Regions from separate parts of the Mus musculus genome. Here region 2 is linked to region 1. The links are chromatin contacts, called in public Hi-C maps. All regions are on one chromosome and are shown on one strand. Each heading gives the region's core, a stretch centred on a gene start, on an enhancer-like site or on the middle of the called end of the contact. The rest is flanking DNA. Distances are from core to core; before and after follow the strand shown.

Region 1 (6,586 bases), core at 2,170-4,669:
GGATCCTCAGGCAACAGGAAGCAAACGTCACAGTAGGCCTGGCTTGAGCATCTGAGATCTCAGAGCCCACCCCCTAGCGACATACTTCTTCCAACAAAGCCACACCTACTCCAATGAGGCCACACCTCCCAATAGTGCCACTCCCTACGAGCCTATGGGACCGCTTTCATTCAAACGGCCACATGCTCCTGTTCCTTCATAATTCTGCATTGGATTTATCTAACTCAAAGCTTATGATATATAATTTAGGATAGTGATAATAATAATTGTTATAGACTTTATGGACTAACAGCTTTCTTTGCAAAATCCATTCACTCGGGGTCTTAGTTCCCAGTGTGGGGTGTGGACTTCAAGGAAATAATTGAGATTAAATGAAGTCACAGAGGTTGAACCCTTGTGCAATAGGATTAGTGCCCAGGCACAATGCTATACCAAAGAAACAAGTCTTCCCTCCCCATCTCTTTTCTTCTTTCCTTCCATCCCTTGCCCTCTCTTCCTTTCTCTCTTGATCTCTCTGCACACCACACAAGGATTATGGAGTGTTTATACCAAGACACAACTGAGAAGGCAGCTATCTGATATCTAGAAGGAAATCTTCAAGAACCAAACCATTCACCTGTTGGGCCTGGATCTTGATTCCAGGGTTTAGAGAAAGCAAATGTGTTGTTTAAGACAGCCATTCTATAATGCATTGTCATGGCAGTCCAGGTCAATAGAAGTAGTGACGATGTGTATGTGATATTTATGGAGTTCTTCTTATAGAATTCCGTATCTATAAGAACACTGAGGTGAGTAGCTTTCTAGAGGGAATGTAGCTAAGGATGTGCAAAGGAGAATTCTCTCTGAGCCCAGGTTCCCGGAGATCTTTCCTTTAACCTACACTGCTGGTCAGAGACATTCACTGGGACAGTCACCATACTGAACCAAGCTTCTCCCTGACCACGGACTCATGACCTTGTCCGGCATCCTCATCAGACCAGCACCAAAGAGCTTCTTTCCCCAGCTTGGCAGCTTGATCTTTTCTTTAGAACTATAAGAGCTTGGTAATGTTTGACCTGATGGTTGTGTTGTGTGTTACATGGTAGTGTTGTGCATCTCAGAGGCACTCCTGTTTTCCCATCAAGATTCCTGGGCCATGCCACCCAGCTGTGTGTCAGAGGATGCAGTGTGACAAGAATACAGTAACATTGGTGAACAATGGAAATATGTTCTCTAATCATTTTGAATCTCTTTGCCCAGGAATTGGTTGAGTAAGACAAAGAAAAACCAAAAAAGTGGTCTCCTAATATGGTGCTTTGGTATATACCATAAACAGTCATTTCTATGGGGCAGAGAAGCTCGAGCTGTTGACTCTCTAGGGACACATTTTTCTTTCTATTTTCTTCTCTGCGATGGGATATGCTGTTATGGAACAGTGGAGATCAGGGTTTCTCGCATGCCTGTGCATTTTCCCATTGCTTTTTTATGCTATTTCAGTTGAAAGTTATTTTTCCCAGAAAAAAAAATCATTATGAACTATTTGGAGCAGTCATGGTTTTACTGGGTGCTAAAGATTTCTCTCTCTAGTTTTGTCACCAGCAATAGGGAACCTGATGTGGGGCGCGGTCACTGTCCCATGATAGCGCAGTGGTAGAGCTAAGAACAGCATTCCAAACTTGCACTTTAAAGTGGAAAGATCTGGCAAAAGTGGCATGCTAAGTGGTTCTGTCTCGTCACATTGCACTAAGGAACCTTCTGCTCGGGGAAGTAAAGGTTGACTTTATGCCAAAAGCTTATGGTGTGCTTTCAGAGTCACAACGATGCGCCAGGCCTCAGAGCTAACTCAGAAGCAAAGGCCTTCCGTGTGGAATTTTCACGTGGGCTGGGCAGGTGGCATTTCCCTCAGGGCCCATGAGTGTAGAGATGGTTTCTGAGACCCCAAGCTCCAGACTTCCTGCTCTTCCCTCAGGCTCCTTCCTATTCCACACACCTTTCTGAAAAATCTCTGTAGCTCTTCTGTTCTTCCCATGGCTTTTTCTCGGCACTTTGGAAACTGTTAGAAAGATCACCACCTTTCCCAGCTCCATCCCCTGTTGAAACTGGCAGTGTCTTGTGATCCACTCATGCCATGTGCCCAGTCTTTACTGTCCTCTTTAGAAAGTCAAAGCAAACATCTGGGAACTTTAGTGAACAGCCCAGGCTCTAAGGCTCTCAATGAAGTGGCTGACACAAAACTAGGCAGACTCAGTAACTACCTTTTAAAGAAAATGATGCCTTTTGGCACCTCCATTATTTTAGCCCCTTCACACTTGCCTGTCACTTACAGAAGAAACATACCAACCAAAGGACATTATAGAATACGTATTGATTATCAATTCTCAGAGCCACCATTCACTGAGTACTAGTTAATTGTTTTCGTTTAAGATAAACTTTCAGGTTAATTCTGCTGAAATCCAGAAAGCCGGGGGTGGGGTGGAGTGGGGGGCTGTACATGTAGTACTATTTACCAGAGAGATGAGGACATCTTCAAAGCCAATGGCAGAGAGAGGATGAAGTTTGGATGTGGAAAGAGCATTAGGAAGCCAAAGGTGTTGTAGCTCCTTGAATGGCATAGAACAAACAAGACAGAGATTATAAAGACAAGAAGGCTCGAGGGGTGGCAGAGTGTGGGGATTACACCAGGAACGGTAGAAGGATAAAGCTTAAATCGGAGTGGGCAGTTGGCTGCATATGCAGCCATACCCAGCAAGTCTATCCGCCTATCCATCACCATCCAGAGTCGTCTCCACAGGTCAAAACAGCTGTCATGAGCTGGTTGGATACAGGGCTGTTTAAGCAGTTGTAAATGGGATGGAACTGGGGGTCGGAGACCACACCAAATACAGCCAGTACCTTGTGGTGAGTGCCGTGGGAAGCTCTGGCTGGGCCCTTGGCTCTGTCCATTCCATCTTTTCTGTCTTTCCGTCTCCACTCCATCCTTTTGCACCTTCCTGCTGACCTGGCCCCTCACTCCGAAAGCCCTGCAGGCTGAGAGACCTCAGATGCGCTACTCTGCTCCACCCACTTTCCCACACTCAGGAGGACCTTGGGTGGGGAGGTTGGAAGGGATCAAGGAGAGCATCCTGCTGAGATGAGGTCGGAGGCAGCCTGGACATCAAAGGTACCCAGGCCGCAGAGCTTGGGAGGAGGGCAAGGCCCCCTAACAGAAGGAGCCAGAGAGTGTTCCTTGCTGGCTCCTCTTACAAGGAAAGCCTCTCACCTTGTCTTTGAATTAAAATGGGAAGCCAAGATTTTTTATCCCAAAGGCTATAAGGGAATTCTTAAACCGCAGGTGTCAGTTTCTATTAAAAAAAAAAAATTAAGTTTCAGACCTCTGGCTAGTGAACGTCTGAGAGAGCAGTTGAATGAATCATTAACTCTGTTTGGATGCTTCATGTAGGTCAGTCAGACTTCCTGCTGCTCACTCCGGGAAGCACACTCCAGATTCTTTAGGGAGAGACAGCACGTTATCCTCTAGAGCATCTCCAGCCCTTGATTCGCAAGCAGGCTGCCTCTCACAGCAGCCATTCTGTGCGATCAAGCCCATGGTGAACCTCTAGGGACTCATTTCCTAAGCTATGTTAATAATCCTAACATTCTTAGGGAAGCCAGTTCCCTCACAAGTGGTAGGATGCCCAGCCTCTGTGGGGAGAAAATTTGAAAAGGGACTTCCTAACGTCCCCCCAAACGACAGAATACGATCACCTTGCAGACCTCCTCTGCCCCCGCCTCCACATTCCTCTTCACTTATATAGCCGTTGGGTTTCAATGGGAAAACCAAAGCCAGGATACTTGCTAGACACCCGACAAATGCCAGTTTGGGGTGGGAGTCTGAGAGGACTCTGGGTAGGAGCTGTCAGACCCGGGGATAGCTGCTCCCAGGGAGACCCAGCATTTTAGCGCTCACAGAAGGCGCAGGCGCACAAGGTCTTCCATCGTAACCCCAAGTTCTCTCCAAGCCAGCCCCACGGACTCTGGCAGGATAGCCTAAGGTGATAGGATTGGAAGGAAGTTGGGTAGGGAATTGAAGGCACTGTGTCCTCCCTCCCTGACTCCGGCTTCAGGTAAACGTGTGTATTTAGCTACAGCCACAACCACGAAGTGCCCCCCCCCACTCCCTATCCCCGAATGTTTTCTTGGAAGTCAATTAAAACAAGGTGAATCACAGTAGGAGATAAAAACAAATAAATGCCAGCTGGCTGAGGCTTACCAGCCCTTGACTGGTTTGTTTACACATAAAGAACAAAACAAAATAAGATAAAATAAAACACTGTCATCTTTCCTCATAAGAGCTGTAATTAGACTTGTGCCTCGCACAAGACAGAGAATGGATCCCAGTGCCCGGCGGGAATTGCTGTTGCCTCAATTCTCAGCGTTCGGCAATTTTTTTTTTTCGTTTGGCAATTTGTTTTTGCTTGTTTGTTTGTTTGTTTTGTTTGGTTTGGTTTTTTTTGGTTTTTTTTTTTTTGGCTTTGTTTTGTTTAATTTGACCATTTTCTGATTCTGCCAGGAGGCATATTTTTCTCTCTAGCGCACATCTCTAATCAGTATCTACCTCCATGTTTCTCTGGCTGTGGTATAGTTAGCAGAAAGAGCAGGGTTCCTGGGGGCAGGGATGGGGGAGGGGAGGGGAGGGGAGGGGAGGGGAGAGAGAGAGAGAGAGAGAGAGAGAGAGAGAGAGAGAGAGAGAGAGAGAGAACTCAACAATCTACAAGCTGGATCACAGTGGCTTGTGAGGGCCACATCCCTTAGGAGAGACTTGGCAAACCTGGGTCAAAAGACTTACACACTCTTGTCTGGCTCACATGCCTTCAAAGCTCAACTGTTCTGTGTTCTCTTTGGGTTACAGATACACAGCAATTCTCAGCATCACCATAGCCTCCTTTGCTGATCCCTGCAACTCCTGCCTGAACCCTTTCCCAGTTTAATCGTGCAGGAATGCTGTTCCAAAGACGTAGGGTCATAAGGGTGCAATAAATCAATCCCAATACACCCCTAATGAATGGCAAATTAAACAACATTTGTTTCAGGTTCATAGGTCCTCTTGGAAGATGCCATTTTAATGCAAACAAAATTGCCGCCTGTCAGGTATGAAGGGATAGGAGGGTAAAGTGAGGAGGACTTGTAGTCTTCTGTGCCTTTTAAGATAAAGGATTTTTGTTTTGTTTTGTTTTTCTTTTCACCAGAAATAGCCACAAAGTTAATTTGCTCAACTAACTGACTCCGAGATCTTTCTGTAGTTCTTATCCTGGAACAGAAGTTTCAGAGCGCTGGGAACTCTGGGCTAACCTAGATCCTCGGTTCTGTTTTTACTGACGCTTGTTATGGGGATGGGCTGGGGTAGGCGTTTCTGGGAGGCTGGCATGCATGCCCCAGGCTGCAAGGTTTGAGCTAAAACAAATCTTCCAGTTACATACAATGATCACAGAGACTCGGCCCTTTCTCACCCTCGCTTTCCACCCAGGGGCTGGAATAAACTTGTTAGAGCTTCATCAAGAGGGAAAAAAAAAAAAAAAGGATAGCTTTTAGTCTTCCATGGCCCCTAAGCTTTTAGGTAATAAATAATAAAAGGTATTTATTACACGTTATGTTACAGTGACATAGTGGAATCCAAATGCTTTTAACCATAACACTTTCTTCCTCAGATGTTAAAAAGAAAAGAGTATTAGAATTTGGGAAGGAGGACAGCAGGAGCGGTGCCTTTAAAACTTGAGGAATGTGGTAAAGAGAGCCCTGTGTGTTTTTTATAGGCGCAGAATGGGGTGGGGGGAATGCCTGGAGAAACCCCAGGCAGGAAGTCAGGGGATTAGGGCTCCCAGCCTGGCGTTGCCACTGTCTGGCTGTTACCTTGGGCAGGAGCTCCACCCTGGCTTGCTCTCTGCTTCTCATTTACCTTGTAAACAGTGAGCAAGCTTCCTGTTTTGTTAGCTATTGGGTCTCCTGGACCACACTCTTGCATGATGCTTTCTTTTACCTCAAAGGAGCCAGGCTCAGTATGGCTAAAGGACAAGAGGCAGAGAAACAGGCGCTGCCCCTTTCCTCAATGCTACAGTCAGGCTTGGCACTAAAGTCTTCCCCCACCCCCTACAGATGTAGCCTCCCTCACCATGCTTCTGGCAGTAGAGTATTGTGGTTATAAACATAGGCTCTCCAGTCCAGTGCAGAGTCCACCTGGGGGGCCCAGCCCCAGGCTACCTGTAAGTAACTGGGGGCACTTGAGAAAATTATTTCTCTTCTCTGCACCATCAAATTCATATCTGGAAAATGGGGACAGTAGGGCATTTTAAATATAAACTCAGAAAGTTAAAAGTAGGGAGTCCCGTAGCTCTTACTTACAAATATTCCACTCGTAGCAGACAGAGAGAAATGAACAATAACAAATGACTTTTCTGGGCATGGTGATTCAAACTCTTAATCCTGGCACTGGGATGGCAGAGGCAAGTGGATATCTGCTAGTTGAGGCCAGCCTGGTCGACTCCAGGCCAGCCAGAGCTACAGAGTGAAACCTGTCTCAAAAAAAAAAAAAAAAGGAAAGAAAGAAAGAAAGAAAGAAAGAAAGAAAGAAAAA
Region 2 (6,586 bases), core at 2,343-4,842, 88 kb before region 1:
GCTGGATTTAATTAGTCTCTAACTCCATGGATTATAGTTCAGCAACAGGTCACATTTGTGGCAAGTCTCTTCTGGACTTGTCTCTGTTCAGACAACTGGTCTTCTGTATGATTCCTAAGAGCCCCCGTTGGCACTCCATGTCTCCTGGGGCCTTGTTTCTCTGTCCTTGTTGTCGAGAACCTGTCGAGAACGGAGATCCCAAGGCAGACTCATTTTCTAGAGCCCAGAATGTTGCTCCTGAATCCTGGGCAAAAAGCTAAGGGTTTTTTAAGCTCGATTGGCGTTTTGGTCTCTTTGATACGTCGTTTCCCAGATTCCCCCTTGATTGGGTAGTTTTCTTATACTTGAGATTCCCTTCGGTTGACCTGGTGCTCTTGAAGTAGTTGTAGCTGGTAAACGGGTAGGAAGGTTCAGTAAGCCCTTATTTTCTTCCCAGTGCTAGGGGTCAAGTCTGTGACCTGGTACATGTTAGGCTGACTGCCATTTCTGGCCAATATGGCTCCTGATGGAATTCACATAATTTTTTATCTCCTTTATCATTGTTTGCCACTTTCGTTGTTTTGAAATGTGTGCATTAATAGTCCTTAGAGTAAGTGAGGATTACCAGGGCTCATGTGTGTGTGTGTGTGTGTGTGTGTGTGTGTGTGTGTGTGTGTGTGTGAGTGTCTTGTGTTTCTAGTAATTTTTGTTCTATACAGTTCACAACTCTGTCATATATAAAAGTGCACCAGAGGTTGTGTGCTTTTGAATTAAAATATCCCCCTTTATGGAAGTTGATGCTTCTAGAATTGATTTTACTTGTTTATTTCTTTATGTGTTTATTTATTTACTTTAGTTAGCAGGCTTTCTCTCCCCACCCCCACTTCCCTTGTGCAGTATCTACCAGCTGTAGCTTTGTTATGTTTACATATTAATCCCCTTCGTCAATTGAATTCATGTAAGAGTCTTAAAAAGAACATCGTTCGGTTTTTCTTCATTATTGTTTTTCACCCAGCACAAGGAGATTGTATGTAGACAAATAAGAAGTTTTCTATTAATTTAAATATTCTGCCTTTTTTATGGAGAAAGAGCCTTTGAAGATATTTGCTGCCTTTCCTTCTGACATGTTTGCATCTCTTGCTTTTTGTATATATGTATGCCTTTGCCTGTTTATAAGAGATGTGAACGTACCACATAGGACAGGAATTGTAAAACGGTGAAAACTGTCTCACAATTCCATCAGCCTCCTTATTTCATTTCTCTACTGGTGCGTATTCATATTCATACTGCTTTGCTTTTTTGGCCCACTGAGAAAAGAAATGTGACCATTTTACACACCACGAGACCCCAGGTTTGGAGATGACAGGTGTGTACTACCGTATCGTCTTTCTCTCTAGATGTAGTTATTTATTTCTAGACCCTTTCCCCCGCCCTTAGAACTGCTTTTGCTATATTATCCTATAAACTTTGGTGTTTTCATTGTCATTTGTCTCAGATTTTTTTTTAAAAATCTTTTTTAAATGTTTGGTTCTCTGGGGGCATGTTGCTTAATGTTTATATATCCATGGGGTTTGGGGCTTTTATCTTTTTCTGACATCTGGCTAGAAGGTAGTAGTTGGTGAGGATGCTTAGGGGAAGCTGCCCCTGGGATTGTTGGTGGGAAGAGACAAAATGCCTACATTAGATTTCCTTTCTTTGAGGGCCGGGGGCCGGGGCGGGGGTGAGACTAAAGTCCTTCATGTTGTATTGGCTTCAGCTTCTGGTAGAGCTCTAGGATTATCTACACAGTAAATAACGAGATCCTGTGGTAAATAGGCAGGGCAGTTTACACTCTAATCTCTGTCATGAAACCAGTGAAAAACGTCTGATTAAAAGCTAAGAGGAAGTGGAACGGAAAGAAGGCGCGCACAGCGTGCATGGGAGGAGACGCGAATCTGGACGGGAATTCCAGGGAAGTCCTCACCGAGTGAGTGTGACTACGTTCAGAAGTGTGAGAACTGAACTGCACGCAGAGTTTGGGCATTCTAAGCAGGAGTGAAAGCGAACTCTTGCTCCGTGGGAGAAACAGAAAGATTTGCTGCCGTGGTTAACAAGGTTAACAACAAATAATGGGGGTGTGGTACGGGCGGTGGGCAAACCTCACGTTTCTAGAGTTGAATGTGCTAAACATAAAGTCTAATCATGCCCGTACTTTCTTTACCATTCAATATTCACCCCAGAATATTCCTGTAGAGCCTGTCGTCACCGTGGCAGGGGTGTAATGTAGCCATCTCTTCAGCTTCAGTAGTGGAAGGTCACTGTGTCAGAAGGTGGAATAAAAAGAAACTTATTTTCAGAGTTGAGTCGGCTGAGAATAGCCTTTCAGTACAGCCTTGTGATGACGAGTTTAGGATGATGTACAAGGTACACCTAGAGAAGCAGGAAAAAGCAGGGTTCACACAGAGGGCCCTCCCAGGCTTTTGTGTCTACAAAAACCAACAACAAAATGGAAAGAAAGAAAAAGCTTCATTGCTGGAGACCAGTTCGTCCCCCCTACACTAACTCGAGGTTTGCACTGAATGTAGAGACCACACATGAGAGGAGCTATAATGTGCTTTTTTTTCAGAAATAGCAATAAATTCATTTTCCTTCCTTCTGCCTTTCTTTTAATATAGACATGAAAGGATGTAACTGCTGGGTTGTGGAAAGTACAGGCTGTTGGGTAAGAGAGAAAGGGGCTAGGCATTCTTCCAGCTGCTGCTGTTCACAACACTTTTGACAGTTAAAATATATCACACATTTTCTTGTCTTCTTAGTGTAAACACTTACTGTGCTAAGTGGACTATAGAATCAAACCAGATAGAAGGACGCAGACTGGTATTTCAGAGGTGAAGCTGAGCATAGACTAAATTAAATAAAAGTAACTTGCCAACCAATTCGTAGTTACATATTATACATTACACTGTGTTTGTCCCTGGGAAAGATTAAACAGAGGGCTTTCATTGCTTGCTCTATTTTTACAACCTGTTAGTAGAAGAAAATTTAATACAGAGCAGACAAAATTTTGATTAGAATTAACTGGGACTAGTTTAAGGTCAAGGTGGCCTTCTTGGTGTTGTGTGCTTCTGCCTTATCTAAAAGCCAAGGCTACAGTACTATCTCTCCAGCTTCCTTTTGTATTTCCCTAGGAAACCCCCACCTCCTTCCTCATTAACCAGCATAGGGTACAAGTCTTTACCTTTAGCACTTACATTTCCCTTCCAAATTAGATCGCATTTGGAGAATAAGAATCTGCAAAATGACTTAGAACCAAGTCCTGGACTCCGCTGCCTCAGGATGGTTTGCCACCATCTGTGCACACTCTTAAAAATATGAATTTTTAACTAAGGACCTAGAAGTCAAGTGTGGCATTGTCTGAAATGCCGTGCCACATGGGAAAAGTGTGCTTCTGAAGGTGGTTTTATCCTGAAAGGAGAAATTACAAACGAATACACGGCTGAGTCTTTTCAATTTCCTGTTTTGCCTAAAACTCTCCTGCATAACGCATCCATTCATCAAACGTCTCTCCTGGTGACAGTACCTCATTAGATTACTTCAGTGAGTATTCAGGAGATTTTCGTCTTATGAGTCATAAAATTCTTTTATTCCCTGAAGAAATGCCTGCATCTGACAGGAATTCAATGTCTTTGTAGTTTCAGAGAGACTCCTTGAAGCAGTTACTTCGTAAATGACTCTGTTCTTGGGGCCGGGTGGGTAATACCTGGGGAGCCGGGTCACAGATCGACTCCTGTTCTTCAACAAGACTGAAAAATTAATCCCTTTCATTGCCCTAGCCTTGGTCATTTTCTTCAGAAATGCAAAGAGTTAAGCTCACAGCAGAGTGCCCTCACTTGGCTGAGGCCGGTCCCGCATTGGTATGTGTATGCTGGCCTGGGTGCTTTGTCTGATTTGATGAGAGATTCAATTCTCGATTGCATTTGCAGTCCGATTCTCAAGCTTGCTTGCCTGTCGTCAGGCTTCACTTGGTGTAGAAGAAAAGGATACAGAGTTGCAAATATACTGCACTGTTTAGCAACTGATAAATATCACTGGGTATCCATATATGTACCAAGTTGGTGTTTTAGTGGACGTTTACACTGTTGTTAGAGTAGTAGGAATTAATGTAGCAATTGCCTGCCAGTTAAATAATACAGAAAATACAGCCCTTGGAAGGCAGTGCCCTCTGGCATTGCATACTCTGCATCCATATGTTGTTTATAGTAAGCGGAAATGAAATGTTAGACAGTGGAGCAAAGAACCAGTTTCCAGTGCGCTGGTAAGGAGAGATGAATGGATTACAAGAGGTTGGGTCGGGGAGCCAAAAAGCTTTATACACATGGGGTTTAAACACAGGCTAGAAGTAGCGCATCCCTGGCACAGACTGTCTCTAACCATGCTAAGACCCAACGGGCCTGGTGTTTAGGAAACTAACTTAAAACAGGAGAGTTGAAGAGAGTGAACTACTACTACTTCTACTGAGAAGGCAGGTCAATGTATATACCTGGGAACCAGAAAGGCTAGCTGTGCACACAGATAAAGAAGTAAATCAATGTTTTTTAATATCAGCATGTGTTAACATAGATACGTGGTGTTGGTATTCTGTCTGGACTCCACCCCCACAGTTACCTGGCAATAGCCAGGTAGGCCTGACCCACTATAAAAGGGGCTGCTTGCCCCCCTTCTTCCTCTCTCACTCCTGCCTCTCTTTCTTGTCTCTTGCCCCTTACTCCCCCTCTCTCACCATTCCCCCCCCCAACATGAAATTTGTTGAGAGGGAAAAGGGCAAGGTAGCCGTGGAAAGAGAAAGGGGGGAGAAAGAGAAAGAGAGAGAGAGAGAGAGAGATCAGGAGCCTTTCTTTATATATGGATGATGGTGTAGTCACAGGTAAGGGTGGGAGGTGAGCCAAGTGGATTCTGGAAATATGGTGGCTGTTGCCTTAGCAACAGGTGTGTGGGTTGTGCTTTTGTGATGTCATCGGTTTCTGAGGTCCTGATACCAACACATGGGACGCTCCAGTTCCAATCTCTTGTTCTGTGAGCATGGTCTGGATGATGCTTTGGATATGTGATCACCACTGAGTGTTCATAGTGTGGACAATGTCTCTCCTCAAGTTCAAGAACGTTCAATGGATAAATGTGCAGCAAACTGGCTGGCGAATGTGAGAGTGACTTACCCAGTTATTTTAGCCCCATGAGAAAAAATAAGCAGGAAGTTCACGTTAGAGAGACCATGGGAGTATTAGGATTCTGTAAAGACTCCCCCAGCTTTGCAATTCTTTGACTTGTGATTTTCTTTTTTTGATCACATACTTCGATAGATAGAACCTATACTACTTTGAATTTTGACTTTTGACTTTTTGTCTGGGCTACGGATATACACTTGTGGTATTCTCTTGTTGGTGAACAGCAGCAGAGAACTGCAGCTTTGGGCCAGCTCAAGCAACACCACCCCTTATAGAAATCTACACAAAGAGTCGAAGTCAGGGATCTGAACGGTGCTTGCGTGTTCTCCCGTGTTCATAGCAAGTTATGCACAACATGCAAAGACAGAAACAACTCAAATGTTCACTGATGGAATGGATGGATGGATGGACGGACAACCTAAACTGAAAAGCAAAATAAAGATAGAAAATCCAAAGGTAGTTTGCAGGGACTCGGGCTGTGGGGAATGAATGGGAGTTATTTAGTAAGAATTGGTTTTCCCTCTGATGAAATGGAGACTTCCCGGAAGTAGAAAGGGGAAGTGGTGATTGGTTCACTTAATGCCTCTGGATGCCTATACATTATGTTACACATTATCACACAATACCATGTCAATGTCATTGTAGTTTAGATATTTAAACCCCACACAAAATGTCTTAAAACTATCACAACTAAGCTGGGCAGTGGTAGCGCATGCCTTTTAATCCCAGCACTGGGGAGGCAGAGGCAGGTGGATCTCTGTGAGTTCAAGGCCAGCCTGGTCTACAGAACAAGTACCAGGATAGCCAAGGCTGCACAGAGAAACCCTGTCTGGAAAAACAAACAATCAAGCAAACAAAAAAATCAAAACAAAACCAAATGATCACAACTGTAAGTTAGAGAGGGGGAAGGTAGAGTCAGGGATAGATAGGATGGCGGCTTGGAAACACGTTGGGTTTTTTCCTTATGCTTCCCTAGGAGACAGTGGCTGGTTGTTTGTTTGTTTTTAAACCTCATACGGGTGGTAAGACCTCTGTGGTTTCCATGTGGTTACTAGCTGGTATCTACTCAACAGGGAAGAATTCAAACGCCAACCTCCTCTTGTGTGTAAAGGAAACTTGGGTCTCCCAACTCATTTAGATTGCTGTGTATTTTTACAGCAGTAAAAGGATCTCCAAAATGCTCTACCCCTCCCCTGCCAACTTTAGAAACACTGTGTGGGATCTGAATGTCCCACCCCACCGTACAACCAGCAAGGTTAGTTTCTGTAACCATATTGTAGACCAGTGGTTTCCAACCTTCCCAACTCGGTGACCCTTCAATACATTTCCTCACATGGTGATGACCCCATCCATAAAATTATTTTTGTTGCTACTTCATGACTGTAATTTTGCTACTGCTATGAGTA

The links. A called contact is a pair of places that touch in the nucleus more often than the background predicts.
Region 2: a Hi-C map of embryonic fibroblasts shows a contact between it and region 1, with 2.4 times the contacts expected there. The contact joins two enhancer-like sites. A contact is called at or near these places in 6 of 484 Hi-C or Micro-C datasets (the HPC-7 cell line, the Patski cell line, embryonic fibroblasts and 1 more), 3 of 115 datasets of contacts at active chromatin or transcription factors (bone marrow-derived macrophages, embryonic limb bud and embryonic stem cells) and 1 of 9 other capture datasets (embryonic stem cells).

What each region holds. Positions count from the first base shown.
Region 1 is chr10:120,719,509-120,726,094 of GRCm38.p6, reverse strand. No RefSeq gene overlaps it. Among named protein-coding and RNA genes, the nearest start is that of Gm35130, 3.8 kb to the right of the region's middle. Within about 2 kb of position 3,419, at least 23 of the 459 cell types and tissues checked have an H3K27ac peak or open chromatin away from gene starts, as enhancers often do. A contact at or near this core is called in embryonic fibroblasts, where this site is marked.
Region 2 is chr10:120,807,532-120,814,117 of GRCm38.p6, reverse strand. All of the region lies in intron 5 of Msrb3 (methionine sulfoxide reductase B3), which reads left to right. Among named protein-coding and RNA genes, the nearest start is that of 4921513I03Rik, 45 kb to the right of the region's middle. Within about 2 kb of position 3,592, at least 28 of the 459 cell types and tissues checked have an H3K27ac peak or open chromatin away from gene starts, as enhancers often do. A contact at or near this core is called in embryonic fibroblasts, where this site is marked.